7 separate regions of the Mus musculus genome follow, and all the other regions are linked to region 4. A link is a contact called in public HiChIP or PLAC-seq and promoter capture Hi-C data. All regions are on one chromosome and are shown on one strand. The core of a region is the stretch at or near the end of the contact, and the rest is flanking DNA. Distances in the headings are between cores, read along the strand shown. Region 1 has its middle 20 kb from the start of Gm34428. Region 2 overlaps Chd7 (chromodomain helicase DNA binding protein 7). Region 3 holds the start of Plag1 (pleiomorphic adenoma gene 1). Region 4 holds the start of Nsmaf (neutral sphingomyelinase (N-SMase) activation associated factor). Region 5 holds the start of Mos (Moloney sarcoma oncogene). Region 6 has its middle 17 kb from the start of Gm46842. Region 7 overlaps Chd7 (chromodomain helicase DNA binding protein 7).

Region 1 (4,204 bases), core at 1,071-3,570, 2.6 Mb before region 4:
ACTCCGCCACCGTGAACTGGAACCCTCTGAGACAGGGAGCCAACACAAATCTTTCTTTCTATAAGATGCTTTGGCCTCAGCAACAAACACATTTGGCTTACACAATGGAAACTTGCTGCCTCACCTTCCAAAAGCCAAAAACCTGAAATCAACTCCGCAGCAGGGTTGTCTCCTTCTAAGAACACTAAGAGAATTTCTTGAGGCCACTTTCCTTAGCTTGTAGGTAACCATCTTCTCCCTCTGCCTCCACGCAGTTGTCTCTCTAAACATGTCTAAACTTCCCTTTCTTACAAGGGCACCATTCAGACTGGGTTGGAATGCGCTCTGATGACCTCATTTTAGCCTATCCGTCTCTATAAAGACCCTGTCTCAGATAAGGTCTCCTTCCAAGCTACCAAGGAGGAATTCAGCATGGGAATTGAGGCAGGGGATCCCATTTAGCTTGTAACATGTTCCTGAAGGTGTTCTGGTTTCAGAAAGCACAAAGTCACTTTGTTCCTGAGTTTCTCCATAAAGAGACAGACAAACAGGGAGTCTGAAAGGGCTCGTTTATGCCTAGGTTTCTTTGCCTCCTCTTTCAAGTAGAGAAAAAGAACTCAAATAAATGACTGCATAAGATTAGAACTAGCAGCTCACGACACCGAGGGACTGTGGAGGAACGCAGGGTCAGGATGAGGCTTCCGGATTAGCCCAAGGGCTGAGCAAGTGCGAGGCAGGAGCATGCCTCTCAAGGCAAGTGTGGAACCAAGGCCACTCTAATGACACTGTAATGACACTAAATGACATGGGCTACATACAACACCAGGAGCTGAGAAGGACTGGCCTTCAGTTAGCAGATGGAGGAAAAGCAGTTCAGCCTTGATGTCTAACAGATTCTTGTGTTGTTTCCTTTTGTTTCGTTTTGCCTTTTTACATCATTGTGCAGCTAGAGGAAGGTGCTCAGACCTTTAAGGATGGAGGCTGATCTCGATGACACATTCCTTTAACACTAGCACTGAGGACTAAGGCCAAAGGGTGGTGAGTTAAAGACCAGCTTGGGGCTATATTATGAGCCTCTCTCAAAAATTCTTAAGTAAGTAAATAATTGTATTATTGGGAACAAGACTACCTAGTACCATCTCTTCATTTTATGTCTGCGGTTGCTACTTCAATGTAATACAACAGAGGAATGCCATCAGCCCTCGGTCTGATTATTGCTTTCTTCCTAAGGGTGTAGGTCAGGTGAATACTGAACTCACTATAAAACCAACTTCCCACATTCTAGGATTGCTTGCAGACATGTGTTATCATGCCAGTTTGTATTGTATTATTTGTTTGTTTCTTTCTTGAGAGAGGAAGGGGTCTCATTCCATAGCTCAGGTGGACTTTAAACTCATAGCCAACCTCCTGCCTCAGCTTCCCAATATCTGGGTTTATAGGCATAAGCCGCCACACTCAGCCTTAATCTGATTTTCTTAAATATTTCCCTTTGTGTGATTTCTGTTCTCTATTAAATGTTATTTATTTAATGTGTAAGTCTGAGTCAAGCCCTCTCTTGTGTGGGGGTGTGGTGTGGGGGTGTGGTGTGGTGTGGGGGTGGGGGTGATGTGGGGGTGTGGTGTGGGGGTGGGGGTGATGTGGGGGTGTGGTGTGGTGTGGGGGTAGGGGTGATGTGGGGGTGTGGTGTGGGGGTGTGGGAAGTGCTTGAGTATTGCCGTGCAGGTGTGGAAGGTCAGAGAACAGCTTTGGGGAGTCTGTTTTTTCTTTCCACCATGTGGTACTCTGGAATCAAGCGCAGGGTCTTGGGCTTGGGCATAAGTGCCTTTGCCTGCTAAGCAGCCTCTCCAGCCCTGTTGCTGTTGCCGATACTGAGTTTTGTCTTTTGCTCGAAAGAATAAAACAGCCTTCAAAATCTCCAGAGATCCGTAACTTAACATGTACAGAATTATAAATTGTCTGACAACTTTTCCTGACATTTCTTTTCTGTGCAGACATGGAAAGTGTGTGCCTAGGAAAGAAGAAAGCAGGGGGATATGACGAGGAAAGGGATTTAATTTTAAGAAGAGAGAAGAGACTTCCACTTGAAGATGACAAAGAACGCACTGGCCACACAGGGGCAAGATGAAGTGGGAGTTTTTTAGAAGATATCACATCTTCTCTTTTGCTCTTTTGCAAGAGCTCACGATGGAGTGGAGTTAATCTTCATCGTTCTCCCGAGAAAGCACAAAATGAACCATCTTAAACTCAGGGAAAAAAAAAAAGCCCCCAACACCATCTGTTGCTCCGCTGAAGCGTTGTAGTGGGGGAGGGGACAAGCCAGTTGTTAAATGGGAAAGCAATCAGGCGCTCAGCTCCCCACACTGCCTTCTGCCTAGAAGCCAGGAAAGAGGTCCAACGAGAGGGTAGAGGATTCCTTTCCTGGGTGCCTGGATTATTAGCCATTGTACGTGGGTGGGTGCACTGGATTACAAACCAGGGTACGTGGGGAAAGACGTAGGTGGCACTTAACCGAAACGAGATAAGTCAAACCAAGGCGCCAAGGGCTGCTTAGGAAAGGATTTCCCTCCTTCAACCCCGATCAGTATCATCTGATGGTTGTTTACTTGTTAAACTATCGTTAGATTGAACATAAGTGTAAAAATAGTCTTAAAAACAAGGCGCAGCTCTCCATTATCCCAACAACACATGGCTTTGACTGTTTCAGAAAGGGAAATAAAATATTTAAAACAGGTTTTTATCTGGGCTGTGCGTCTAAACGTGCAACGGCCCCTTGGAACGGAGCCCTGGTGGAGCAGAGAAAAGCCGTGGGTTGTGGAGGGACGGCTGGCTTCCCGGTGATGTGGGACAAATGGCAGGTCAGTCACATCTAGTCGTTGATGGGGAATGAGAGCAGGCGTCCACTGACAGAAAACAAGCCTCCAGCCTCCACAGTCAGAGTCTCTCCGGGCTGTCCCCGTGCTTCAGGGTGACCCACAATAACAAAGCCCACGGGAGCAGTTTACTCAATAGCTTCGAGCATTGTCCTAACCGTGAATCTTTGCAGAGACTGAGACTTGGCCACCCTGGCAGTCGCGGCGACTCCCCCAACTCCGCAGCCCAGGGTTGGGCTGATACCTCGCGGCCGTGGTACTAGACGCTGCCGGAAGATGGCGCACGAAGATACCGACTCAATCGAGGGTGCCGAGAGCTACTGTGGACTGGGCGGCCGAAGAGGGATTTTGATTCATTAAAAAACATAAATTGTACTTGATGAACAACAATAATAATAATAAACTGACTACTGGATTCCACAGAGATGAATTTTTAAATCCCTGAAATCAAGTTATTTAAATTATTTAATTTAATTTGCTAAATTTCAGTAACTGCTATGTAATGGTGCATGCCGGGCGTTTAGGTTTTATAGCGTCTAAATGCTTCTCTTTACGGTGATTGCTGCAGTTGCACGGTCACCAGAGAACTCTGTCCCCATCTCCAAGCTGTGTAAACAAATTGAGGCGAGAGTAATTACACACTGAGAGGAAGGCAAGAAGAAGCCATGGAAGCCAGAGAGAGCCCCAGCGACAAAATAACACCTTAAAAGGGCTCAAAGATCAATGCTGGTGACTTTACTAAAATCATCCAGGGGGGCCAAACCTAAACTAAACAGTGCCTGGTGGTTCTTATAGCAGGATCTTCCTCTCAGGAAAATAAAATCTATAGTCACATTGATATTACACCTTAAACTGTTTAAGTTCGTGAATGTACATTTTAACTAGCTTCCCAGCTAGAAAATTTGTGCCCAGAAAAATCTAGAAACTTTGTTCCTCCTATGAGCAAGGAATGATTTCGGCAGCCAAATATAAGTCTTTTCATTAAAGGAACCCTCACATTCTCCTTTGTGAAGTTCCAACGTGCACGCCATATTTGCACGAACAGCTATGTCTAATTTGCACAAACAGGAAGTTGCACACGAATATATTATCTTAAATCTGTGTGTGTGCGCGCGCGAGCACATGCACACGTGTGTGCATATGGGGGTATACATGCTGTCTGCACACTACGCTTCTCCATTGTTTTCGGCATAACTGATTTTGGCACCAGCTCGTTAGCACTTTGGAAGGGCCTTCATTAGCACTGGGACAGTAGCCAAAAGGAATCCAGAAAAATCAACACATGGCTGCTCCTGTTCTCACGATAAACGACAGCTTTCCTGGAAAACAACAACATTCGAGAAGCAAAACAAAAA
Region 2 (3,727 bases), core at 37-2,536, 2.3 Mb before region 4:
CATACAAAGCTGTGACAAAAAACCTAGGATGTCTCTTTGCTAAAAAGTCGGGTGAAGACCAATTCTTTTAACCAAAGGGGGGAAAAATACCATCTAATGACTATACCCTTATTTCTCTGGCACAGAGTTTCACACAGTCATTTTTTAAGTCCAATGGTGACCGGTACATTTTTACTAAAAATTAATTTCCTAGAAATACATAATTTTATTTAATTCGGTGTTCTTGTCTATGAGTAAGTTTCCTTTTGGTGCTAAGCATTTTGGAGGGATAGCCACACTTGGCCTTCATTTCCTCCAGTGCTAGCAACTGGACATGCTGGACAAGAGCTCTCTCTACCACTGAGGCCACCACCAGCCCCACAATTAGCATTTCTACCAAAAGCTAAGTCTTTGAAATTATAAGCGTGTGCTTGTTTCTCACCAATAACTGAAGCTCGCTTTCCATGTTCCTGAGAAACACCAGGAGTTGAATGGTAAACCAAAACACAGGAAAAATAAAATTCTTGGGTTATCCCCACCCCCAAAACCGTTCCTCACAGTACTTTTAGAGCAAACACTCAGTGTTCCCTTTCATCTACACTCTGCACCCAAGACTTCTTACCATCAAATGACTGTTTGTTATATATACAACACAGAAAATGTATGATCCGAATACCAGCCTTCTGTTTTGTTTTGTTTTTTTTACTATTTCTAGGGTGCCTCAAGCTCTAAGTAGCTTGAAAAACTAAAGATACATATTTCAAAACCCCACATTTATTAAATGTTATAAAGTCCCAGAGAAGCTCACCAAGAGAGGCCCTAAGAAAGATGTTGTTGAGCCACTAGGAAGAGGCTGCAGCAGCTAATGATTCTAAGTACAGATGTGTCACGTTAAACCCTTCCAAAGTGTGTCAATAGCGTTTCCGGCACACACCTAGGGCAGCGTTCTCCACTAATATGTTTTTGATCATCTTAAACCTGTTGTTTTTTACATACTCAGAGCTTATTTTGATACATGAGCATTTTAGCATAGCAAACAGCTACATCAGGAAACAACTGAAAACAATTCAAGATGATCACAAATAGCAGTTACATTTCAAAAATTGATTTTATTTACAAAAAATTAAAAAATAAAAAGAGGTGGTGTGACTAAGTCAGAGAAATCCACAGACAGCAGAATATTTTTTAAATTAAAAAATTCATGCAGCAGTTCCTGAGGAGAGTGTCCTGGTGTTTACACTACACACTGACAGAAGTCTCCCCTACCATGAGGCTCCATTTCCAGCATTTATTTCCGCTCTAACTGCCACAAATTATACAATACTACAGCTGAACACTGGGCCCCTTTCCTTTCATCTGCACGCCAAGAGCAATCAGATTACCCTGGTAACCAGCGGTCACGTGACCAGCACCTGCTCTTTTGGCTGGATGCCACTGACTAAAGCCATCTGCTTCCCTCAATCAGCTTTCAAACACTCTCAACACCTGCGCTGCAGTGTTTTGTGGTTTCTTTTATAAAATCAGTGCAAAACTGCTTCCAAAACTTTACATATTTCTCGAATTTGTTTAAATCAGAGGTAGGTCTGTCAAAGAGCTGAACCACTGCCAGGTAAACTGAGCGGCGGTGCATGTTTTCCATGGTGACCTCGATCAAGCAGCGCGGAGGATGGAGTTCAAGTTTGTGGGGTTTCGGGCTGTGCAAGCGGCACCCTGCAGGAGCAAAGGCTGCCTGTCTGCTTAGTGCCCAGAGCCAGGTTTGAGGAAACATCTATTTGCTGGGGGACAGAAACACTAATGACTTTCCATCTGCTCCATCCAAGGATGCACTGTACAGAACCTCCAAGATGGCTGGAAGTCAGACAGGCAGGGCCTCTCCAAATGCTTAGACAAAAACCTCCCAGCCCAGGCAAGCACTTTCAGTTCTGATTACTGCAAGAGGCAAACTCATTAGAGCTCACGACATTCCTGCTGAGGCACAGCTAGGTTCTCCCACCCACCAGTATACAATCAAGCACCCTAAGAAGTCAGAAAAAGACTAAGGGGTCTTCAGTGGCCACCCAGACACTTTATAAACCAGGACAATATTCAATCACTTACATCACATCATTATGATTTTGGAATAAGCCAATCTGGACTCCTATGAAGTGTAATATTCAAACTGTTTTGACCTACGTAAAACACAAGTCAATTTTTTTCTTCTACCTGAAGTACTACAGAATGCTGGTTTCCACCAGACAGGAGTCAGCCTGAGCTCTAACCGCCACAGCTCCAACTGGGACTCTGGATAAATCACATCTAGTTTCCCTGCACCTTCATTCCCTCATCTATCCCATGAGGGCAAGATCTGCACCGCTCAGTATTTCTGTGGGTTTGAATGAGAAAAGACAAGAAAGGAGACAGCGTTGGACAGAGATGGTCACTCTCTGCACACCCCTGGAAGACAAGCAGCACATCTGTGCAGTGCATGCTCTCTCTCTGCGACCCAGACCCAGACCCACCAGTGCCAATTCAGTGGCGGAACACATGGAGAAAATCCACAAGCTTCGAGTATCAGCTCACTTAAAGAGCGTTCACAGAAGGAACACCGATGATAGCGTTAGTCACTAGCTGAAAGAACACACGGCACGTTCACCCTGCCACTACCACTGCTTCAGCCAAGCACCTGCCATACCAACCTAAATGACAACAGTCACTGCCTGTCACTTCACTCTCGCCCCAAGGCAAGGGTCCCCAGCATGAGACCAGTGGGAAAAGAGCAGAGTCCACCTACCATCCTGTTTATATCTGTAAGGTTCAAACTGCCAGACTCCAAACACAGCCATATACTCGTTCTTCTTCCAAACTGTGTTCAAAGCTGGAATATGCAAACAGGACATCTGCGCTGGTTGTAGGGATGAGAATACTGTTAGGCACTCCCTAAGCCAGCACTATGACACTGGAGGCTGCGTGGTGCAGATCCAGAGCTCTGGTGTACTTCCAACAGTTGCAACGATGCCTTCTCAGAACCTTGGTCTAAAAGCAGGACCTCGAGGAAAGCTAGCCACGCACAGGCCCCACTGTTAGCTCTTACTCTGCTCAGCATCCTGATGGAGCCAGATCACCAATGCCATCTCCTCTCCGCAGGTTACTAAAATCTCAGGAAGTAGTCCTTAAATTAAATCCCCAGTGTGTGATGTCTGCAAATCTCAGTACTGGGGTGCCACTCCTTCCAACCTATACAAGTCACAACATTCGCTTCTTTCTGCTCCTCACAGCCATGCTCGGCAGGCAAATGCAATGTGGCCTCTGCTCCCTTGAAGCCTACCTGCTCCTCTGCAAGGCTTAGCTGACAGATCTTGGAATGAGTTCCAAGAATCATTTTCAGAACGACACAGCAGTCTAGATCAGGTATGATTACAAATTCCTACTTAGGTGTCACACAACATGTAAATACTTAAAACACTAAAAAAATGGATGTCAACATTACTGGGTTGTATTAAAATCAAAGCACTGTGTATCTTTCATCAACGATCTTGTGAGCTAAAAGGAACTATCTCTGAATTCCTACTGCCTGCTTAAGATGGGCTTATAGGCTGCTTATGTTTCTTTTCCTATTTAAACAATTTAATAGCAAGTACAAAGTTCTTTTGTGTGTATGTGTGTGTGTGTGTGTGGGGGGGGGGGGGGGGAAGAGTTCCAAGACAGGGTTTTTCTAGGTAGTCCTGGTTGTCCTGGACTGTAGACCAGGCTAGCCTCAAATTCAAGAGAT
Region 3 (4,154 bases), core at 520-3,019, 2.5 Mb after region 4:
AAGCGTCTTGACAGGAAGGGCACTCAGTACAAAGTCCAACTATCTCTAGAAGCCTTTCCTCTTCGGAAGATAGTTTACAAGACTGCCTCTTCCTGAGAGAATACCAGAACTAAGAAAATCTACAGTCTTCTCTTCATGTCTCCCACAGAGCTCCGCTTGATCGTTCATGCATATAATAATCTCGACAATCTGATACGAACACAATTCACACTGCGTCCTGATCATGAGATTCTGTTGTTTCATTATCATCAGCCAGAAATTCTTTTAAAAAGTATCCACACAAAACAGGCATCAAATTTGCTGCTTCAGGCTATTCCCGTTTTACTGCTTTTTATTCTGGATACTAAATGCACTATAAACATGGTTTTCCTAATGTCACCTCCTTCGTATGAATTCCTGTGTTAACAGAAAAGGAAGAGGAAATGTCAATTTACATGGAGGAGTGTGGCTGAAGGACAAGATGGAGTGCCCTGCTAAAGAGGCCTTATCTGTTTACTTTTTGAAGGTGCAGGAGTGAACAACTGTTACAACACTGTACTACTTCCAAGATGACATTCAGAAAGAAAACCAGCCTGAGGGAAGACTGCAAACCTACAGCACATCTGAGAAATAGTGCTAAAATCTACTCTAAAGGGCAAACTGCTTACCAAAAAAGTTCCTGATTTCCCACTCTTCGCAGCTTTGATCCGCAGTGGGGGAAGGGCACGTTACTGAACAAGTCCAGGCCCCCCAGGCTTCTCAGAGTCTGGTCTGTGAGTGTTAAATCCGGAAACAGAAATACAGCACACCATAAACCTGGGTACAGAGTACCAGGGACAAAATGTCAAAGTACACATCACAGGGATCTGAGAGGTCGGAGACGAATCTCCAAGAATGTAACTCCCGGACCGCACCGCCTTCCGAGGTGCCGCGCCGCAGAATCGGACGGTGGAGGGCGGGCACAGGTAAACACCACAAAAGGGGCTGGGAAGGAAGGGGGCGGCGTAGAGCGGGGACCTGGGGAGGGCAAGGAGGGGAGTGACACAATCCGGGGTGCCCAGACCTGCATGGGGTCACCTTCCGCTGCCCCGGCCGGACGAATCGCGTGGCGTGAGTAGCGGCAGGAGCATGCCGCGCCGCGGAGGGTTTGGCGCCACGAACTAGGGTCTGCCCTCGGCGCAGTGCTGTCCCGGGCCTGCTGTCCAGGGAGGGAGGGGCCGGAGACCACTCACCACAGGCCACCACTCAGCCAGCACCCGGGCCGGCTGCAGTTCCAAACACGTCAGTGGCTCACGCAGCAGGACCTTAAGTAGCGCGCACCCCAACGTGCTGCCCCCGCGCCCCCCGTTCCAGCTTGTCCAATCCACGCACGCCGCTGCCAGATTGACAGGCGCGCGGAACTCTGTGAGGTTGGGGCGGGCTCAGTTCGCTCCGCCCCCGGGCAGCGGGAGGAGGGCTCAAGCAGGAGGAGCGGGTGGGACGGCGTGAGACCCCGCCTTCTCCCCGCCCCACCGCGCCCCCCGCCCTTCAGCATCGCTCTTACCACTTCGGCCTGATGGGCAGCCACGTCAACCAATGAGCTCATCTGGACCCGGCGGCGGCCGCTCGGACTGGCCAGGCCCTGGGCGGAGCGTGAGGAGGGCGGGCACCTCGGCGGGCGGGGGCCAGGGCGGGCCGGCGGGCGGGCGCGGGGCGGGGGCGGGGGCGGCGGCCGAGCGGGCGGGGGGGGGGGTGGGGGGGGGTAGGAGGCGGCGGTGGGCGCGACGTCGGCGGCTGCGGCGGCGGCGGCGGCGGCGGCGGCAGCTGCAAGTTGAGCTGCAGGGGCAGCGCATACACTACAATGGCTGCTGGAAAGAGGCGTAAGGAAACAATTTCCAGGCCCGCCGCGTCCAGCCCGAAATATGAGAAAAAAATTATTAGAAATTCCGCGGGCGGTGTAAAGGCGGCGGACGGGCCGGAGGGAGGATGTTAAAGCTCCGCGGTGAGTTCTCCGGGGGTCCGGGGCGGCGGGGAGGCGTTTAGCGGGAGGAATATCAGGGTTATTTAAATTATGGGACTAGCCGAGGGGGCAGAGGAGCCGCGGCGGCGGCAGGAGGAGGAAAAGTTTGTGCTACTCCCAGCCCCTGCTCAGGACCCCAGAGAGAAAAATAATAATAAAAAATCAAATAAAATCGTGCGGCGGGGCTGCAAGGACTCCCGAGGTCGCTGCTGACAGGGCAGGGGGCGACGCGACTGGGGACCCGAAGGTGAGGTCGGTGGGAAAAAAAAAACCCTTTTATTCAGGGTCTGGAAAGTTTGAAAAGTTTTCCTCCTCCTCCTCCTCCTCCTCTCTGGTGCTGTGAATATTGTGACAGCGGCAGCGGCAGCAGAGAGAGCGGAAGACATTAGAGACCCGAAAAATAAGGGAAAAATTAATATAAATTCGGTTTTGAGAGGAAACTCTCCGCGTTTTCCACCAAAACATCCCGGGGGAAGGTCGCTTCCCAGAGGGCCTGGCGGAGACCCGCGGTCGGCAATATTTGGGGGGTACTGGGAGTGACTTGGGGTAACTTTGCCCCCTTTTCCGAAGAGGTTTTTCTTTTCTGGAGAAATGCATTTGTTTTTGCCCTCCTGCCCAGGTGGGAGAGCCGAGTCGGGGTGCGGGGTCCGCGGGGCGCCGGACCCAGCCGGGTGGCGACGGGGGCGTAGGGGGAGGGGGTGCTAAATGAAAGCAGGAGATCGGGACGGAGCAGGGACAGCTTGTTGTCAGTATCATAAACAACCAAAATGGAGGGAGAACTCAGGCATATAACCAAATAAAAATTGTTAAAAAATCGCAAAAAATCCCTAAAAATCCGGGATGCGCCCCCCTTTCTCGCCAAAGGTAAAAGTGTGAACCGCCTTTCCCCTGAAGTCCATTTGGACTTTGCAGGGACCAAGGAGTTAATATTTATTTATTTTTTAAAACTTTCGAAGGGCAAAAGCCTTTTATAACTCCACCGACAATGAGAAAACGTGAAAATCCAATGCAAGAGAAGCAGGGGGAGGGAGGGGGAGGTGGTAGTGCAGAAACTACTAAACTTATTGGTAATGTGGACTGATCTGAGATAAGATAAACACTATATTTGCTATTTTATAACTCCCTTTTAATGATCTGTGAGGAGGTTGCTTTTTGGGGTAGGAAAAAAAGTGATGCCATTTTCTTAATAGAGTTAATATGTGTGATTGGAAGAATAAACCTTTCCGGCTTTAGATTGCATTTTCGTCGCATTTATGCCTCGGGTTTTGTTAGTGGCTCCCTCCTTTCTTTAAGCTGGGCTCTCCAGAGGAGGGGTGGAAAGGTGCTGTTGCCCAGAGAGACTGGAGGGCAAGACTGGCGAACCTTCTGGGGAGGGGTGGGGAGTTGTTTGGTTTCTCCCTTCCTGGCTCGTTTGCTTCACCTGTTCGCCCTCACTAAGGAATGTTGGACTGAAGTTTTCTGGTTTTATGTATATAAAAGGATGGTGCCTCTTGCATCACATTGATGTTAGTGGGAAAGTGCTGCTGATGTTGGTTCCACGTGGGATCTGGGACAGAGCAGGGCATTTTAAAGGGACAGCTTCTCTTTTCTTAGGGTTTTCATCACCTATGCAGACTTACAGAGGACCAAAGTCAGAGGTGCTGGAAGTGTGTGGTGATGGAAGAGCCTTCTCTTTCCATTACTCAAGTGCACCCCCCGTTTAGGAGTGATGGAGGGAGAGGAGGGATAAACAAGCCCAGCAGAAGATGGATGTGTGTGTGGCTTAGTTTTCATCCACGCTGTTCTTTTATGTAACAAGCCCTCCCAGAAACTTTTCATGTTACATTGCTTTGCTCTGGAAGCTGATTTTGGAAAGAATTGTGGAAAAATGGAAAAAGTTGAAGGTGTGTGGTGTAATGGTATAGCATTATTGAACACTTATGAATTCTGTGCAGTGAGATCAAAGAGCCATGTATGCCCATAATGGGGGTTTACAGCCATTTTGTAAAATACCTAATGCTCAGTTTGGCTTCAGGTACACTGAGGACTTCTGGTTGAAACTTACAGGCAAAGTGGTGGAGACTCCTTAACATTGTAAACAGTAGACATTTCTGGGGAGGCGGGAGTGGCTCTCATGAAGACCATGGAAAAGTTTATATATATATTTCAAAATTATATATAGTCCATCCTATGCATA
Region 4 (4,203 bases), core at 1,333-3,832:
TATTCAGATGGGAAAAATCCAATACTGACAGAAGATAGATTGGCTAAGAGAATGACAGAAGAAAGCATAATTTCAGATTCTTGATTGCTGGGAAGAAACTTTGATAGAAACCAGAACATCTTTTATACACACACACACACACACACACACACACACACACAGAACACAGAACACAAGAGAAGAGAGGCCAGTGAGGTAGAGAGGTGTCAGGAAAGTGAGAGACTGCCAGCTCTCAGTTCTCTTAAATTCTTGTCCCTAACAAACTATTATAGCAGAAATCTCTCTCTTCAGAGCTAATGTTAAAGAAAGACCCTTTGAAAAATATTTCTCCCTTCTTTTTGTCCAAGAAACACCTAAAGTAGGAAGGACCACTTATAATCAGAAGTGCGCTGTTACAATAGGTGTGGGAGCTGAACTGAGCTCTGATGTGTGGAGGAGTAAATACTCTGAAGGGACAACTCAGGAAGGGCTCAGTGGCTCAGGAGAATTAGGAAAACAGAAAACTACAAAAGGCTGGTCAGGCAGCTTGTCTGCTAGCAGCAATTACAAAAGTTAGATTCTGTCTTCCCACACCCATTTCAAAAGAATGGCTTTCAGGACCTTGAAAGAGATACTTCTGAGCTGCAGGAGATGCATAAACATACCAAAGGAACAGAGGAGTGATTGGCAAATGTAAGCAGCTTGGGAGTGCTTTGTTGGTGGTGTGTGTGTTATAGGTGTGGAAATGAATTCATAGCTGTATGCTCCTGGGCTGTGTGCCCTTGGGAGACCAGGCATCAAAGCCAGGGCTTCTCACAGAACCCAGCACTCACTAGCCATGCTAGCCAGTTAGTTACTGCCTCAGACTCCCCAGTGTGTTGGGGTTACAGGCTGGACCTGATATGCTTCATTATTTTAATTGTTTTTTTCTCACATGGATGCCCGGATGCATATTCAGATCCCCGCCCACATGTGGCAGATACTTTGCTGGCAGCTATCTCCCCAGCCCCACACGAGTTCCAGCCTATGTAGACAGTAGTTGAGGACAGCAACAAGATCTCTTGGCAGCTTTGAACAGGTACTGAAAGGGGCTTAGGGCCATCCGGAGGAACCCTTAGAAATGATGCCAGAGCTTTAAGGCTCTTAATATGGAGAGGGAACGAGATGGAAGTCCCCCGTTTTTGTAAGCTAAGATCAAAGCTTGAGAGAACTCAGGACCTGGATAGAATTTGGCCAAGGAGAGACTCTGTCACTCTCCACCACTACCAGGACCACATCTTTCCTCAATGTTTAATGAAAAGAAAACTTAGATTCTGGTCTATTTTTTAATTACTTTATTCCAGCCAAATTAATTTCTCTCCTTTGAGTCCATAGCATCTACTATACTATTTGCCACACAGAAAATTTTCAGATGGTATCTTAGCCATTCTCATAATCTTATGTCATTGTGCACACATGCACACAAGCTCGTTCCCAAGGACCATTAGGGTAGTTACAGAGTCTGTGCAGCACTCGGATAAAAGGAAGAGATTCACTGACATAGGGTACTCAGGTCTCTTCAGTTATGACTTCCGATCTTCCCCCACATGCTGCCAGTGATGAAGGACAGCTAATTGTTGCCATTGTTGTGCTTTTTTTTCAACCCTGCAGAACTTGATTCTTAAGCCAACACTAGGAGTGTTTCAACACACACAACTTAGAGGCTTGTTATTTGAGAGTCCCTTAAAGGTAAGCAATATCCAGCGTATTCTCAGGGTATTGAGAAATCATAACCCCAATGAAATACGAGTCATAGTTGGCAGGACAGAATATAAAAGGTAAGTATTGTTGAAGGTAAGAACCTTTCTTTACTGCTAGTGGGAGTTAAATGGATACTTTGAAAGCACAGTAGCAGACTTTCAGAGTTCACAGATGGACTTATTAAAACAGTCTAGAAACTCCACCCTTTGATTTCGACTTCACTCAACAGAAATGAAAGCATTTACACACATAAACGGGTACGTGAATGCTTATAGCCAAAAGGTGGGAACACTGCTGTGCCTGGCAACTGTTGAATATATTAACAGGAATGCAGTGTGTGATACAATGGAATACACTTCCGTGATAAAAAGGAATAGAATGTTGACTTGTGCTATACCTCAGACGAACCTTGGAAGCATTGTGCTAAATGAAAGAAATCAGACACAAAGACCACATATTGTATGGATGTTTTTATTCTAGATGTCCAGGCTAGGCAAATTCACAGAGACAGAAAGTTAAGTACTGTTTTCTAGGGCAAAGGTTTGTGGAGATGCACCTAGGAGTAGTGATTGCTAAAAGGTAAAGGTTTCTTTTTGAGATAGTAAAAATATCCCATCACTGTGATAATAGTTGCAACCTAAATATGAATATTACTAAGAACCGCTACACCATACACGGGCGAAAAAAATAAAATAAAATCCCATCGATTATTTATTTCAAAGACTGAAATTTGGGACTAAACATCCAAAAACCTTGTTATTTCAAATCCCCGCCGCCAACGAACTGGGGGGCTCCCGGGCAGGTCTCAGGCTCACGTGGGAGGTATCCTCGCCGCAGCAGCGCTGCAGAGGTTAGTCGGGGCAGTGTAGGACGCGGCTCCCGCGGCCTCAGGTCACTGCGCGCCCCTCCTCCGGGCCTGAGTCACGGCGTCGCCCGAGTCCCCACGCGAGGATGCTGCGGTGAGCGCCGTCCGGACGCCGCGGGCCCTGGGGCGCAGCGTGGGGCTCCCGGCCGCCCGCCCGCCTGCCCGCCCGGTGCGGCCGCTCGGGACTGCTCGGGACAGTCGGCGGCCTGCGAGCCCTGGGCCTCCATGGCGTTCACCCGGAAGAGGCAGCGCGAGCAGCAGCTGCAGCTCTACTCCAAGGAGAGGTGCGCGGGGCGGGAGGCCGGGCCGGGCGGCAGCCGGGGACTCTCCTGCAGGCCGCGGCCGCCTCCGGGGCCGCAGAGCCGCGCGCGGGTGGGCCCGGCTGGCGGGGGCGCCTGGGGACGCGAAGGCAGGGCGGTCCCCGCGCCCGCCCGCCCGCCGTCCCACGCCGGCGTCTCCCCACCGACCCTCCGCGCCCTGCATGGGAGGCTGTTGGGGAAGCGCGTGCGGCGGGGCGGCCGCGGTCAGCCGCGGCCCAGGGAGGACGTGGGTAGAGCTCCGGCCTCCCTCAGATCCCGTCCCCGCACAGGAAAGCGCACTTCCGCCCCGTGGGTCCCTCCCAGGGCGGTTGGTTTTGTGACCCAGCTGTGGTTCCAGCGGGAACGCGGGCTACATTTTTGTTTGTTTGTTTTGAGATGCGGGTTTGTCTGTGGGAGCCGGGATCCGACGGTCACGTTGTTGCTGAGTGGATCCAGCGAAGCAGGCTATGCCAGGAAATGCAGGTGCAGCTTTTATTCTGGGTGCTCTGCGGAGGCTTCACCTGTAGCTATTGCTCAACCCGCCCTCTTCCCCAAGCCCCGCATCTCTCTCTAAGATGTAGTGGGCTGGCAGGGTGGTCCGCGCTGAAATTACCTTTCCACCTCCGGAATTTAAATGGAATTTCTTTGTCTGGCACCCGACGACTTGTTAAGACTTGTTGGTGCTCTGTGTTACATTGAAGAGCATTCAGATTAACATTTGAAATGTTTTAAACGCGTGGCCTGTCATGTTTCTAGGACTTAGTCATTTGTAACAATCCTGTGATAAACAGCGAAATCGGACAGGGGGTGTTTTGTCGTAGATTCTGACTTATTTTAATCGTCTTACGCTGCTCTGTAATGTTAGAGGAACTCGCTGCCCCGGTTATTTCCAGCAAATGCTGGTTTGTTTACATATTATGTACATATGTTCACAGTACTCCAAGGTAGGAGTGCTCCCAGCCCAAACATTTATCAGCTGCCAGCATCAACTCTTCCCTACACTCAGCACCAGCAGCTGATTTCTACTTCCTGATCACCCCAAATTTTTATTTTGAACGTAAACCAAGCAGATTCTTTATAAATCATAGAATCCATTTTTAAAAAGGGGAACTTTTAAAAGTTAACTTTGGAAAACCAACCTTACAGAGACCCAGATCTACCATTTCTGCCCACGCGTTTCTTGGCTTATCTTTTGGCAACATTGGCTTCAAATGGGCAACGTGTTTATAAAGGTGTCGGGTTTCAGCTATCTCAGGGTTTCGCTATCTCAGAGAACAGTTCTTTCCCAGAGCTTGAGGCTAGCTTCAGAGATAACCAGGG
Region 5 (3,827 bases), core at 766-3,265, 2.6 Mb after region 4:
GGTTACACCCTGATTAACCCCATCATAGGTTAAAAATACTGAAATGTTGTATACGTGTGGACACAAAGTCAGCATTAAACAAAGTTAATTAAAATCATAATAAGAACTTAGGTGATAAAGGAAAGAAAGTTAATATAATGGTAGATCTTTTCAGAGTAAGGGCAGTTTCCATAGTAAGACTCCAAACTCCAATGTTTTAACTTTATAATGATATGGCATCCTTATGCACTCAACAGACCTCTCTGCTCAGATTGCCCCTCTGTAGCACTGTCATTCGGGTTAATAACCATCTCTGACATTTGCTAGGTAAAGCATTTAACATATGCATTTCCACTCATCAGTGCTTACAGCCTATGATGGGGTTACCAGGGTGTAAACCGTCTGCAGTTTTAAATACCCACAAAAGGAAACACATAGAAAGCAGTGGGTACACCATTAAAAGCCTTGAGTAGATGGCTGGTGAGTGGAATGAGCTCAGATTTGTGCATACACAGTGACTCATACTTTCACCAATACTTTGCATTTTGGATAAATACTAGACAACTTTAGAAGTGAATTATTTATGAGGTTGTCTTAAAATTAAAAATTACAAAGTAATAAATCACATTGTAATGTATTTTGTGTGATACCCAGAGGTTTAAGGCAACCTATTACTCTTATGCTCCTGAAGTCCACAATTCACAGTCCTGAACTATAATCTTATCTTTGTGATTGCTGAGCAAATTTGCAGTATAATTTCAGTGCTTTTAAATTTTGTCCTGCTTACTATTTTCCTTTTTTATTTGGGTTTGATATGCGTGCACAGAATGGGGCTTCTATTAAAATATTCCATGGCTTACATTTTTAATATTTTGTTCTCTTAATATGTTCAAAGCTACTCAACTTTTATTCCCGAAAAATGTTTACTTTAATTATTCTAATTTCTTACATAAAGCATTGAGGTGCTAACAATTATATACTATGTACAAGATGGCAGACTAAATCATATCATACCATCAAGTAGAAACCTGGAGTTTGGTGAACTTTGAGTTGTTTATATGTCTCTCCTTTATTGTCTTCTCAAAACCTGTGATTCTGAAGTCAAAGGGACACAGCTGTCACATGAAAAGTGATCACTTATCACCTGTATGCATAAAACACCTTACCAAGCAGCTAAGAGGAATAACTCCTAGCCACTTTGAGAAACGTTTTTGAATAAACAGAGCAAGGCTCTTCCCCATTCTCCCAGAGATATAGCATAAAACTGAGCGCATTTTTATAAAACAAAAAAGGAGGAATGTGTGGTTTGATGGCCAGACCCTGAATTTGTGTTCAGCATCTGCTTTTCCATATTATAGATGGGTACCAGTGATTCTGAGCCATGTCTATTTCTCCTGACTTTTCCTCTGTTTTCCCACGCTTGCTGATATTTACAGCCGTGGTCATCACAATCACCTTTGTTCCTTTCTTCCTTCCTCCAACTCTGCATTAAATTCCAGGAACTTGCTTTCTGTGAAGTCTAGAATCTGTCTTGAAGCAAACTCACACTCATGGGGTGGCTTAACTTGCCTTGGAAAGGGATATTGGGAGGTCACTGTGTTGTTATGTTACAGAGTCTTAACTTGCTGTTTAAATCAAATACAGTGTCAGAATGCTCCCTTCTGATGAACGTAAAAGGTATGTGATCTGACTTCTATAAGTGATTGTATTTGGATCAAAGACATTAAAGTTACAGATGTTAATTCTTACAAAGGTTGCATCTAATAACCCTGGCAAGTAGTTCAACAAATGTCTGCTGTTTGTATTGCAACTCTTGCAGCCAATAGCTGCTGGGAGTGATTTAATGCAGCTGGAGACTAGCACTAACAATCATTATAGCCTGAAAAGTGTGCACCAAGTTCACTGTACTTTTTTTTTCTCTTCAGTCGAAGGACTGATTAATGATCATCAGAATGTACTTGATTTTTTTTTTCTTCCATTGTATTGTGATTGAAGAATTAGTTGGAAGGTGACGTGAACTTTTGGGCAGGCCAGTACTGTTTAACGGGGGAAGAAGTTGCTAAGGATTCACTTTAGCTGTGAGCAATCGTTTCATCTGAGACTGCCAGGCTTCATCTGCACCCCCAACCCCACCTGACTTATTTTTTAAAAAAGAAACACCTTGTGGAGTAGTGATAGCACAGATGTGGCTGGTTTTGAGAATCAAGGAAGAAGGGAAAGGAACTGGGATGAAGGCAGCAATCTTCAGCCATGCTCCCAAACTTCCCTGGCTGTTCCTACTCATTTCTCCCTAGTGTCTCATGTGACTGTCCCATCTGAGGGTGTAATGCCTTCGCCTCTAAGCCTGTGTCGCTACCTCCCTCGTGAGCTGTCGCCATCGGTGGACTCGCGGTCCTGCAGCATTCCTTTGGTGGCCCCGAGGAAGGCAGGGAAGCTCTTCCTGGGGACCACTCCTCCTCGGGCTCCCGGACTGCCACGCCGGCTGGCCTGGTTCTCCATAGACTGGGAACAGGTATGTCTGATGCATAGGCTGGGCTCTGGAGGGTTTGGCTCGGTGTATAAAGCCACTTACCACGGTGTTCCTGTGGCCATCAAGCAAGTAAACAAGTGCACCAAGGACCTACGTGCATCCCAGCGGAGTTTCTGGGCTGAACTGAACATTGCAAGACTACGCCACGACAACATAGTTCGGGTTGTGGCTGCCAGCACGCGCACGCCCGAAGACTCCAACAGCCTAGGTACCATAATCATGGAGTTTGGGGGCAACGTGACTCTACACCAAGTCATCTACGGTGCCACCCGCTCACCGGAGCCTCTCAGCTGCAGAGAACAACTGAGTTTGGGGAAGTGCCTCAAGTATTCCCTAGATGTTGTTAACGGCCTGCTTTTTCTCCACTCACAAAGCATTTTGCACTTGGACCTGAAGCCAGCGAACATTTTGATCAGTGAGCAAGACGTTTGTAAGATCAGTGACTTCGGCTGCTCCCAGAAGCTGCAGGATCTGCGGTGCCGGCAGGCGTCCCCTCACCACATAGGGGGCACGTACACGCACCAAGCTCCGGAGATCCTGAAAGGAGAGATTGCCACGCCCAAAGCTGACATCTACTCTTTTGGAATCACCCTGTGGCAGATGACCACCAGGGAGGTGCCTTACTCCGGCGAACCTCAGTACGTGCAGTATGCAGTGGTTGCCTACAATCTGCGCCCCTCACTGGCAGGGGCGGTGTTCACCGCCTCCCTGACTGGAAAGACACTGCAGAACATCATCCAGAGCTGCTGGGAGGCCCGCGCCCTGCAGAGGCCGGGTGCAGAACTGCTCCAAAGGGACCTCAAGGCTTTCCGAGGGGCACTAGGCTGACTCCATCGAGCCGATGTAGAGATAAGCTTTTTGTCTCTGTTTATTTTTTTAAAGAAGTAAGGATGGTGTGGAAGAAAACATACCACTAGGGCATATTTTTAGGAAATAAAGTTACCACGAACTTCAGCCTGAAGTGCTTTTCCTAAGCATAACGGGGCCACAGATCTCATGGGCATCGCTGCTGGTAAACTAAGCCGTTTTGGGGTTCCTGGCCCTACTGTATCATTTCTGTAGTAAGGTTTGTTCCTGGATGAAAAAAAGAATGGGGGTGATGGTGGGAGGAGAGGACATCCCTGCTCCTAGGTATGAAGAACAAAGTTTATCGTGAATAAAAGGGAGACATAGGACATGGACCTGACTCTGAGCCATGTGAGAAGAGGTAGGAGGGGAAGGGAGAAGGAAGAGAGGAGAATCAGGTGTAGCAGCCCAAAAGAGGAGAAGTAACTAAATGGATTATACAGGGAAGGACAGCTGGGGAAGAAGGGCATGC
Region 6 (4,217 bases), core at 954-3,453, 2.5 Mb before region 4:
TGTGCCACTGAACTGTACCCTTAACAGTGGTGAAAATGATAAACCTTTATGTGGTATGTATTTTAGCACAATTTAAAAAATAAAATCTCCAAAGAAAAGGATTTGAGATTAATGGTGCTACTCCAAAAGGAGAAAAAAAACCAACCAACCAACCAAACAAACAAACAAAAAAACCCAAAAAACAAAAAACAAAACCATTCCAGATTGTTGATAAGCTAGAAGAGAAATCATGTCTCACGAGTGCAGTGTGTTTTGAAGAAGCCAAGGGAGGCAACAGCAGGTAATGTTGTGTGCTGGGAAATAGGAAGGGAAGGCAAAGTCTTGCGTTCTGCTAGACAATCCTGGGCAGAGACCCAGGGCATCTCAGAGCAGATGGCAAGTTGGATCTTGACAGTAAGGAATGGCCAAGGGAGACGGTGTCATTGAGAAATACACCATCTATCTCAGAACTCTGGGGAATTGCTTTAACACATTCAGTAGCTCTCTCGCCTATCAAACAATACTGCATCCTTCCTTAAGCCTAAATAAACATCTGGCCATCCTCATTTTAATTGCAATAAGGAAACAGTTGACTAATGAAGTCACTAGTTGGCCTTCGGTGACATCGATGCAACTTATGATGTCTGTTCACATCAGACTCTCGAAATTCAGATCGGTGTATGCTGCAAACGCGTGGCGACGGCCAATTCCTGCAGACCGGGCAGCACTTCCCGGGTGAGCTTTGTCAGGAGCTTTCTGGAGCAGCTGGGTGGAGGTGATCCAGTGGCGAGCCAGGAAAAGCCAGCCCACCCACACCTCCTGTTGAAGCCAGCAGCGCTGTAGGGGGCCATTTATGCTATTTTCTATAAAGAAGGGGTTACAGCATATTCGCCAGAATCAGGAAGAATCCCTGAGCCTTCTCTGTTCTTGTTTGCATGAGTGGGTGTTGTGGGTGGAGCTGTGAAGGGAGCCAGTGGGTGGCTGTTGCGGAGGTGGAGTCGGCACTACTGGTTTCAAGATTGATCAGAAAAACAAACAAAGGCAAGTATTCTCTGAGAAAAGTAAAAAAGTCCCAACTCGTGATCAGAGGCCATCTCATTTAATAACTACAGTCTCTTTTCCATATCTGTATAAGTCCAAGAAGCAGGCCAACCCCCAACCCCAAGGGCTTACACCTGCCCAGTAGAGCAAGTAGATTCTGGCTGGGTCTGGGCAGGTCTTGGCAGCTTGCGCCGGCCCCTGCCCTGGATCTGGGCTTCTTACTCCAACATGAGGAGACTATGATGAGTCTATACTAAAAGTAACATCTGTGCCTGTAATTTTTAATGATAAGGGTGATGGAACAACACGCAACAATAAAACTCATGAAACAGAAAGTGTTTTTCCTTTAGTCATTTTATGTCAGGAAATTACTCCACCACTACGTTACACCTTCCATGCCGAGAAACAAATGTAGTTACCTTAACTCCACAGCGCTGCATGCTTTAGTTTTATAGTTGGGTGTTCCTCATCTTGAAGAAGTAATCAGGATGAGACTAATTCTGGAAAGCCATCAAGTGGCCAGGCACATCATACACCTGCCACGTCGTTGATGGATGGTTAAGGCATAAGGGTCTCAAGTCAGAGGTCTGCTGTCCTTCCACATACACATTTCTATGTTAAAGCCCTAACTCCAATTATTCAAAAATGAGGGTGTATATGGAGGCAAGGCCTTTGAAAGAGGTGATGTTAATAGAGTCATTTTGGGTGGGCCATGATCTGCCATCTCTGGCAAGTTTATAAAGGAGCATGGGACAGACACAGAAGGAAAAGTCATGGAAAGACACAAGAAGACAGACATCTGCAACCATGAACACTCTGACCTTGGATTCCCAGCCTTTCAGAACTGTAGGATATAAACTTCAATGTGTCTCTGGCACTTGGTTATGACAACCCTATAAAGCCAGGACAGGGAGATAGGGTGGCTTTATTGGTAAACCTCACTAGACAACCACTGACCATGGAAGTGTAGTGTGTAACTCCACCTCTTGCATCTAGTAATACCCAGAAACACACACACACACACACACACAATGTTCATGATCACCATGTTTTAATGGGCATAAATGTATTAAACTGTAATGTGAATGTGTTTTGCAACCATTTTTTAAAGTCCTTTAACAGAACTAGGGTTTTGAAGAATAACCACATCCTCTCCCTCAGCACTGTCTCCCTTCCGGCCAGCCGGTCGCTTAAGATGTTGTGTGAGCATGCTGGGGACACGTGGCTGAGTGGAACTGCTGCCTCCCACCCACCCCTGGAGATCTTCCTGAAAAGAGAAGACGAGATGACAGCCTCTCCACTCTTCCAAAACGGAGTCAATTCTGCACCCTTCCTCCTCACCACAGCTGCTCCAGGGAAGCTGTAAGAGGAAGCCAGTCCCTGGGGATCAGACCTCTAATGGCCCCTTTCCAGGACAAGTAAGCCACTGTCACCCCTCCCCCCACCCCCATTCACCTGTGCTCCTGGGGAGGCCAGCTGCCCAGTGGCACTAGTGTTTGCTTTGGATTTAGAACAACAGCTTCCCCTGTCAGCCCTGGGGGAAGCGGCAGGTGTTCTTATATGTCAGTGGAGCCAGTCTTAAACAACAACAAAGAGAACGCAGAAAGCCAAGCAGTTGGACATTAGAGGAAAGGCTCACAAGGCCCCTCACCAAGAGATGAGAAAGTTTAAAAAAAAAATCCATTTTTCCTTATTCTCCTCAAAAGGAAGTAGAAACTCAAGGAGCATGGCCACTTGCAGACAAAACTGGGAGAAGGAGTCTCTGCCAACTGCAGCCCAGTACCAAGGACAGCTTGGAGGGCTGGGGAGTAACGATGATCAATCAGTAAGAACAAGGGCAGGCTCCATAGCGCCAACTGCCTGTTGAACGCATGGGATTCTGGCCTACTAAGGAGCATGGCACCTCACATGCTTGCTGTTCATTAAAGTCAGCAACTGTAATGAACACCAGCACTTTTTGCTGTGGTTAAAACCTAGTTTCAGCTTTTGCCTCGGTTTGTCCCCTTTCTCCTGGGGACTCTCATGACCACTGTCACCTCCTTTCATTAGAATTAGCACTTCCTGTGCGTTATTACTGAGATCAGCAGAACCCAGAGCTAGGAACAGTCACCTAGCCCCACCCACCGCGCTTCATCAGGCTTCCCCAGAGAGTAAAAAGCTAAGCTTCCCTCCCGCCTAGCCTCTACACTAGAGCTGAGGAAAGGAAGTGGGTGACTGGAGAACCAAACATCAAAGCCATCTGAGACTAGAGCGGTAGAGTAATTCAGAGATTGTAACAACTGCTGTTTTAGAAGGCAAGCATCTATCTTTGGGTACACCTTTCCATGCAACTTCTCGCCTGGTCCATCAGGTTCTATCACTGATGCCTTCACCCAAAAGATGTTCTCCCTGGCCTCCAGACTTTCCTCAGTGTAACTCCTGTAGTTAAGAAGCCTTTCTTGGTCGCAGAGTCTAAAAATAGCAGCGCAAATTCTGCAGTGCTTTGGTTTTCACTTGGGCACTTTACACTTTACACAGGTCCCTTACTGCCTTGCAAACTAGACTATGTCATCTTCACGGCTACATTTTCTCCATCAGTATCCTCAGAAACCCCTGAGGACCTCAGCATCTTGTGATGCCCATGCCTATTGTATAAACTGATGTAGTATTTGCACATAGCCTGCATGTGACACATCCTCTCCTATGCTTTAAACTACAGCATCTTGAACTGTGGACTTTGGCCTTTACAGTGTCACTGGCTTAGTTAGATTTTCTTTCGCTGCAACAAAACACCATGACCAAAGAGCAAGTTGGGGAAGAAAGGGTTTATTCAGCTTACACTTCTACACTGCTGTTCATCACCAAAGGAAGTCAGGACTGGAACTCAAACATGGCAGGATTCTGGAGGCAGGAGCTGATGCAGAGGCCATGGAGGGCTGCTGCTGCTTACTGGCTAACTTCTCCTGGCTTGCTCAGCCTGCTTTCTCATAGAACCCAAGACCCCCAACCCAGGGACAGCACCACTCACAATGGGCTGGGCCCTCCCGCCTTGATCACTAATTGAGAAAATGTCTTACAGTTGGATCTCACAGAGGCATTTCCTCAACTGAGGCTCCTTTCTCTGTGATAACTCCAGCTTGTGTCAAGTTGACACAAAACCAGCCAGTACAATCGCATAAACTGGATGCAGAGTTGTGGACCCTTAGGCAAAAGTAGAA
Region 7 (3,676 bases), core at 1,018-3,517, 2.3 Mb before region 4:
ATGATATGTATATCGTGTATCTATGCTATGTGTGTATGATGTGTATGATTTGAATGTGTGTTTGTATGTATGACATGTGTATGTATGCATGTATGTATATATAATGTGTGTGGTGTGTGTGTGATGTGTGTGATATGTATGATGTGTGATTTGTGTATGATATATATATGATGTTTATGTATGTATACTGTGTGTGTAAGGTATGTATAATGTGTATATGGTATGTGTGTGTATGATATGTATGTGTGTGTGTGCAATGTGTGTATGGTATATGTGTGATGTGTATGTGAATGTCTGTGATGTGTTGTATGGGGGTGTATTATGAAAATGTATGTACATTTATAAACACTATGTGTGGGGTGGGGTGGGGGGCTATGGCAGTCAGAGAGAGCGCTGAAGCCCTTGGAACTATTAGCTGCCACGTGGGCTTAGTTCCCCTGCAAAAGCAGTAAGAACTCTTTTTTTATCTGCTAAGCCACCTTCTGAAGCATCCCTGAAGCTTCTGTAGGTTAAAATTACTGTTACTAGTAGTCATTCTAACGTTACTAGCCCTTCCTGTCTAGAAGTACATCAGCACCTACTTTACTAGACATAGTGTGTACTGCAGGGGTCAAGCAAACTCACTTCTCAGATGCACTTCCTTAGGACCCCATGATGAGGCAGCTGAGGGACCCTGTGCCCCAGGCACCTACAGAAAGGGAAGTATGGCCACAGTCACCTGTGGGCTCCCAGCCATGGCCCTCTCTCTTCACAATCACCAGAAACACAAAGTGCTGCCACTTGGTTCGGATGAGAAGTCAGGAGCCAGAACACACCTACTCCATACCTTGCAATGTTCCAACAAGAGCCACATTCTAAACGCATTTGACCCACTTCTAAACTGGCTAAAAATAACCTTACAGACATGTGAGCTCCATGATTTCCTTTTTGAATAAACAAAGAGGGTAAATGTCACCGAGGATGCCGTGGAGGCGATCTGGACACCTACCTACCCGTAAGAACACTCAGAAAGATAAAATAGAACTAAATCGCTATGTGGTTGTCTTGATGGTCTTCCTTGGGGCACTCTGTTTCTCAGAATCCCTGACTGTGCAGCTGCTAGAGACAGTTCTCAGCAAGAAAACAGGGAATTCCAACCCCAAGCCACCTTTTACATCATCATCTACAACCTTACGGTCATAGGAGATTCTAACTGGTTTCTTAGCATCCCTATCTCCCAGGGTCTCCCATTAGGATGTTTTCTCACATCTAGAATCTAGAGCCTGCTTCTGAGGTCACATTTCGGGGTGTGGGTACAGGAACCCACAGTTCCCTCCCTAGAGAGGGGAGGGTAGCAGTTCTGGGAAGCACAGCCTGCTGGCTGCGGAGCCTCTGTAGGGTGTCTCCTGCCAGTTTTTATCCTCAGCACTTACTGGCGGCGGCGGCGGCGGGAGGGGGGTTGGGGGGGTGGGTGGGGGGGGTGAACATCCCATTGAGGGAACATGAGATTACAGTCCTTGGTGATAGAGGAATGACACAGAAGGGGAGCTGTTGATCTCACAGAGGACCAGGACTCAGTTCCCAGCACCCACATGGTGGCTCACAACTCTGATGCCCTGTAATGATGTATATGGGTACTGGGCATGTGTGTGTGGTGCAAATACATACATGCAGACAAAACATTCATACACACACACACACACACACACACACACACACACACACACACATTTAAAAGACAATATAGTCCTTTTCAATAAACAACTGGCCAAAACTTGAGCTTGAAAGGCAGATAGAGAGCCTTCCAGTACCAGATCATCACAGCAGCACACCATACCCTTTGTTTCTGAATCCATCCCAAGGCGGAGGCTGAGATGGCTGCCATCACTTGACAGAGCTAAAACAGCCATGAAGCCCTTCCAGCACGGGTCCATGATTTAACACCAGCATTTTCTCATCTTTGGTTTTTACTGACTGTTGCCAAAAGTTAAGTTTACAAATGTTAAAGTTCATTTATGAAATCAGTGCTTCTCAAAGATTAATGTTGTCCAATTGTGACATCTCTTCGACACTTTAGAGGAGCTTAAAATAGTCATCCAGAGAAGTGAAACAGCGCTTATCACAGCTGGTGGGGCTGGGGGAGGGCAGCACCTAGAACCCAGGGAGACCACAATGCAAGGCTCTGGCCCACATGAATCAGCAGTTGCCCTGTGTCCCAGCCAGCCTTCTGTGGCCTCTACCAAAGAGTTGCTTGGAAGTGACTTCATGCAATGTCACAGTGCCACTAACAGAACACCTTGCACACAGCTGGCAGTGTGCAAATATTAGCTGTTCTCTCCCCTGTCCTGGGCCAGCCTTACCCCACTTGTTTGACAATGTTCACTCCCAAGTTAGTCCCATAAACATACAGGGTATCCATACAGGATCTGATGGCTTAAGACACGCAAGGGTCTTTACCCAGGCTGAGAACTCTTATGGTGCCTGAAGAATCAAACACCAGGCTAGGGAGGTAACTCAGTCCACAAAGTGTTTGTCTCACAAGGATGAGGACCTGAATTCAACCCTCAGCACCGACTTGAAAGAAAGAGAGTGGGAGGGAGGGAGAGAGAGAGGGAGGGAGAGAGGGAGGACAGACAGATAGCGGCCAGTGAGATAGATGCTCCCTGGAGAAGTGGGTGGGGAAAGAGAGAGAACCCTACATCAAACATGATACCTTGCAATGCCAGAGCCTAGTTACCCAGAAGGGACAAGAAGCTGCGGGGCAAGGCATCCTCCCCCACACAGGGAACCACTATTACCACCCTTGTGAAGGGGATCCAATGCCTCTCAAACCTGTACACAGAACATGGACGATGAAGAACTCCATCCATGACCTTATGAAGACAAGGTGGGAGAGTGCTGTGTTCAAGGTCACCCATCAGTCGCGAAAAGAGCCCAGTCCTGACACAGGGATCAGAGTTCGCTACCACAGGGACACACTGAGGTAACTTCCCAGAGCTGCTAAAGCATATAGCCACACTTTTCACACTTTGGCAATCAGAGCTTCTCATACTGAACAAGCATATTTACACACAATTGCAAAAAGGCTGACATTTTGAGGCCATCCGATCTTAAAGGAGTGCACAGGAAGGCACTCTTTGCAGCAGGCTACCAAGCAAAGGGGTATTCGGACAACCTTCTGCCCATTGGCAGAGACCAGATGCAGTGCCAGTCTCCAGCAGCACTGCTGCCCAGAAGCAGCATCCATTCTAATAACTTCTGCAGTGTTAAGTCTGCCGTGCTCGGAGAACTTTCTCTTTAACCTGCAACGCACTCGCGTCCTTGAGTAACCCAGGGGTGCTCCAGACCTGCCCGCCTCTAGACTTGCAACCTTCTAGTGGCTGTCAGAAGCCATTTGGTTCAAAGCAGACTGAGAAGTAGACCGCATGACTGAGGGCAACCTCTCTTCTGAGTACACCATTGTCACTGGAAGGAAAGTGACTGACAAACTATGGGCCTGCAGACTTAAGTATTTGGCAGGCGTTACAGAAACGAACGAAATAATCTGTCACTTCAAGGAAAACAATTGACAGCTCTGTTTGCCAATGATAAAATTTGAGCATTCAAGCAAAAATCAAAATTTTGGAAAACCAGCATCTACTGCCATGAACCTGACAGTTTTCCAATAGCTTTTTAAAGACTTTTCTGGTTTTAAAAT

Evidence for each region. Promoter capture Hi-C pulls out the DNA fragments that hold promoters and counts their contacts. HiChIP or PLAC-seq counts read pairs in DNA pulled down with a chosen protein or histone mark.
Region 1: a promoter capture Hi-C map of liver shows a contact between it and region 4, with 4 times the contacts expected there. The contact joins the enhancer-like site here to the promoter of Nsmaf in region 4. A contact is called at or near these places in 3 of 39 promoter capture datasets (hippocampal neurons and liver) and 2 of 115 datasets of contacts at active chromatin or transcription factors (astrocytes and forebrain).
Region 2: a promoter capture Hi-C map of hippocampal neurons shows a contact between it and region 4, with 4 times the contacts expected there. The contact joins the enhancer-like site here to the promoter of Nsmaf in region 4. A contact is called at or near these places in 3 of 39 promoter capture datasets (the C10 cell line, hippocampal neurons and pre-B cells) and 1 of 9 other capture datasets (embryonic stem cells).
Region 3: a promoter capture Hi-C map of pre-B cells shows a contact between it and region 4. The contact joins the promoter of Plag1 here to the promoter of Nsmaf in region 4. A contact is called at or near these places in 14 of 39 promoter capture datasets (the 3T3-L1 cell line, 3T3-L1-derived adipocytes, the C10 cell line and 10 more), 2 of 484 Hi-C or Micro-C datasets (the G1E-ER4 cell line and uterus), 4 of 115 datasets of contacts at active chromatin or transcription factors (astrocytes, embryonic forebrain, pro-B cells and 1 more) and 2 of 9 other capture datasets (adipose tissue and liver).
Region 5: a contact with region 4 is called in an H3K27ac HiChIP or PLAC-seq map of cardiomyocytes, with 7 times the contacts expected there. The contact joins the promoter of Mos here to the promoter of Nsmaf in region 4. A contact is called at or near these places in 3 of 39 promoter capture datasets (cranial neural crest, liver and pre-B cells) and 3 of 115 datasets of contacts at active chromatin or transcription factors (astrocytes, cardiomyocytes and epiblast stem cells).
Region 6: a contact with region 4 is called in a promoter capture Hi-C map of pre-B cells, with 8 times the contacts expected there. The contact joins the enhancer-like site here to the promoter of Nsmaf in region 4. A contact is called at or near these places in 4 of 39 promoter capture datasets (the C10 cell line, liver and pre-B cells), 2 of 484 Hi-C or Micro-C datasets (CD4 T cells and pre-B cells) and 1 of 115 datasets of contacts at active chromatin or transcription factors (large pre-B cells).
Region 7: a contact with region 4 is called in a promoter capture Hi-C map of liver, with 3 times the contacts expected there. The contact joins the enhancer-like site here to the promoter of Nsmaf in region 4. A contact is called at or near these places in 3 of 39 promoter capture datasets (hippocampal neurons and liver) and 2 of 9 other capture datasets (embryonic stem cells and liver).

Annotation. Positions count from the first base shown.
Region 1 is chr4:9,026,862-9,031,065 of GRCm38.p6, reverse strand. No RefSeq gene overlaps it. Among named protein-coding and RNA genes, the nearest start is that of Gm34428, 20 kb to the right of the region's middle. Within about 2 kb of position 2,320, at least 158 of the 459 cell types and tissues checked have an H3K27ac peak or open chromatin away from gene starts, as enhancers often do. A contact at or near this core is called in forebrain, hippocampal neurons and liver, where this site is marked.
Region 2 is chr4:8,797,335-8,801,061 of GRCm38.p6, reverse strand. All of the region lies in intron 3 of Chd7 (chromodomain helicase DNA binding protein 7), which reads right to left. Among named protein-coding and RNA genes, the nearest start is that of Gm46841, 82 kb to the right of the region's middle. Within about 2 kb of position 1,286, at least 183 of the 459 cell types and tissues checked have an H3K27ac peak or open chromatin away from gene starts, as enhancers often do. A contact at or near this core is called in hippocampal neurons, where this site is marked.
Region 3 is chr4:3,936,020-3,940,173 of GRCm38.p6, reverse strand. Plag1 (pleiomorphic adenoma gene 1) reads left to right here and starts at 1,769. Exons shown (of 6, transcript NM_019969.3): 1 at 1,769-1,960. Chchd7 (coiled-coil-helix-coiled-coil-helix domain containing 7) reads right to left here and starts at 1,286. Exons shown (of 5, transcript NM_181391.4): 1 at 1,043-1,286; 2 at 648-795.
Region 4 is chr4:6,452,650-6,456,852 of GRCm38.p6, reverse strand. Nsmaf (neutral sphingomyelinase (N-SMase) activation associated factor) reads left to right here and starts at 2,582. Exons shown (of 31, transcript NM_010945.2): 1 at 2,582-2,868. The coding sequence starts at 2,810.
Region 5 is chr4:3,870,293-3,874,119 of GRCm38.p6, reverse strand. Mos (Moloney sarcoma oncogene) reads left to right here and starts at 2,015. Exons shown (of 1, transcript NM_020021.3): 1 at 2,015-3,462. The coding sequence starts at 2,306. The coding sequence ends at 3,337.
Region 6 is chr4:8,925,722-8,929,938 of GRCm38.p6, reverse strand. No RefSeq gene overlaps it. Among named protein-coding and RNA genes, the nearest start is that of Gm46842, 17 kb to the right of the region's middle. Within about 2 kb of position 2,203, at least 119 of the 459 cell types and tissues checked have an H3K27ac peak or open chromatin away from gene starts, as enhancers often do. A contact at or near this core is called in liver and pre-B cells, where this site is marked.
Region 7 is chr4:8,732,677-8,736,352 of GRCm38.p6, reverse strand. All of the region lies in intron 1 of Chd7 (chromodomain helicase DNA binding protein 7), which reads right to left. Among named protein-coding and RNA genes, the nearest start is that of Gm46841, 17 kb to the right of the region's middle. Within about 2 kb of position 2,267, at least 17 of the 459 cell types and tissues checked have an H3K27ac peak or open chromatin away from gene starts, as enhancers often do. A contact at or near this core is called in liver, where this site is marked.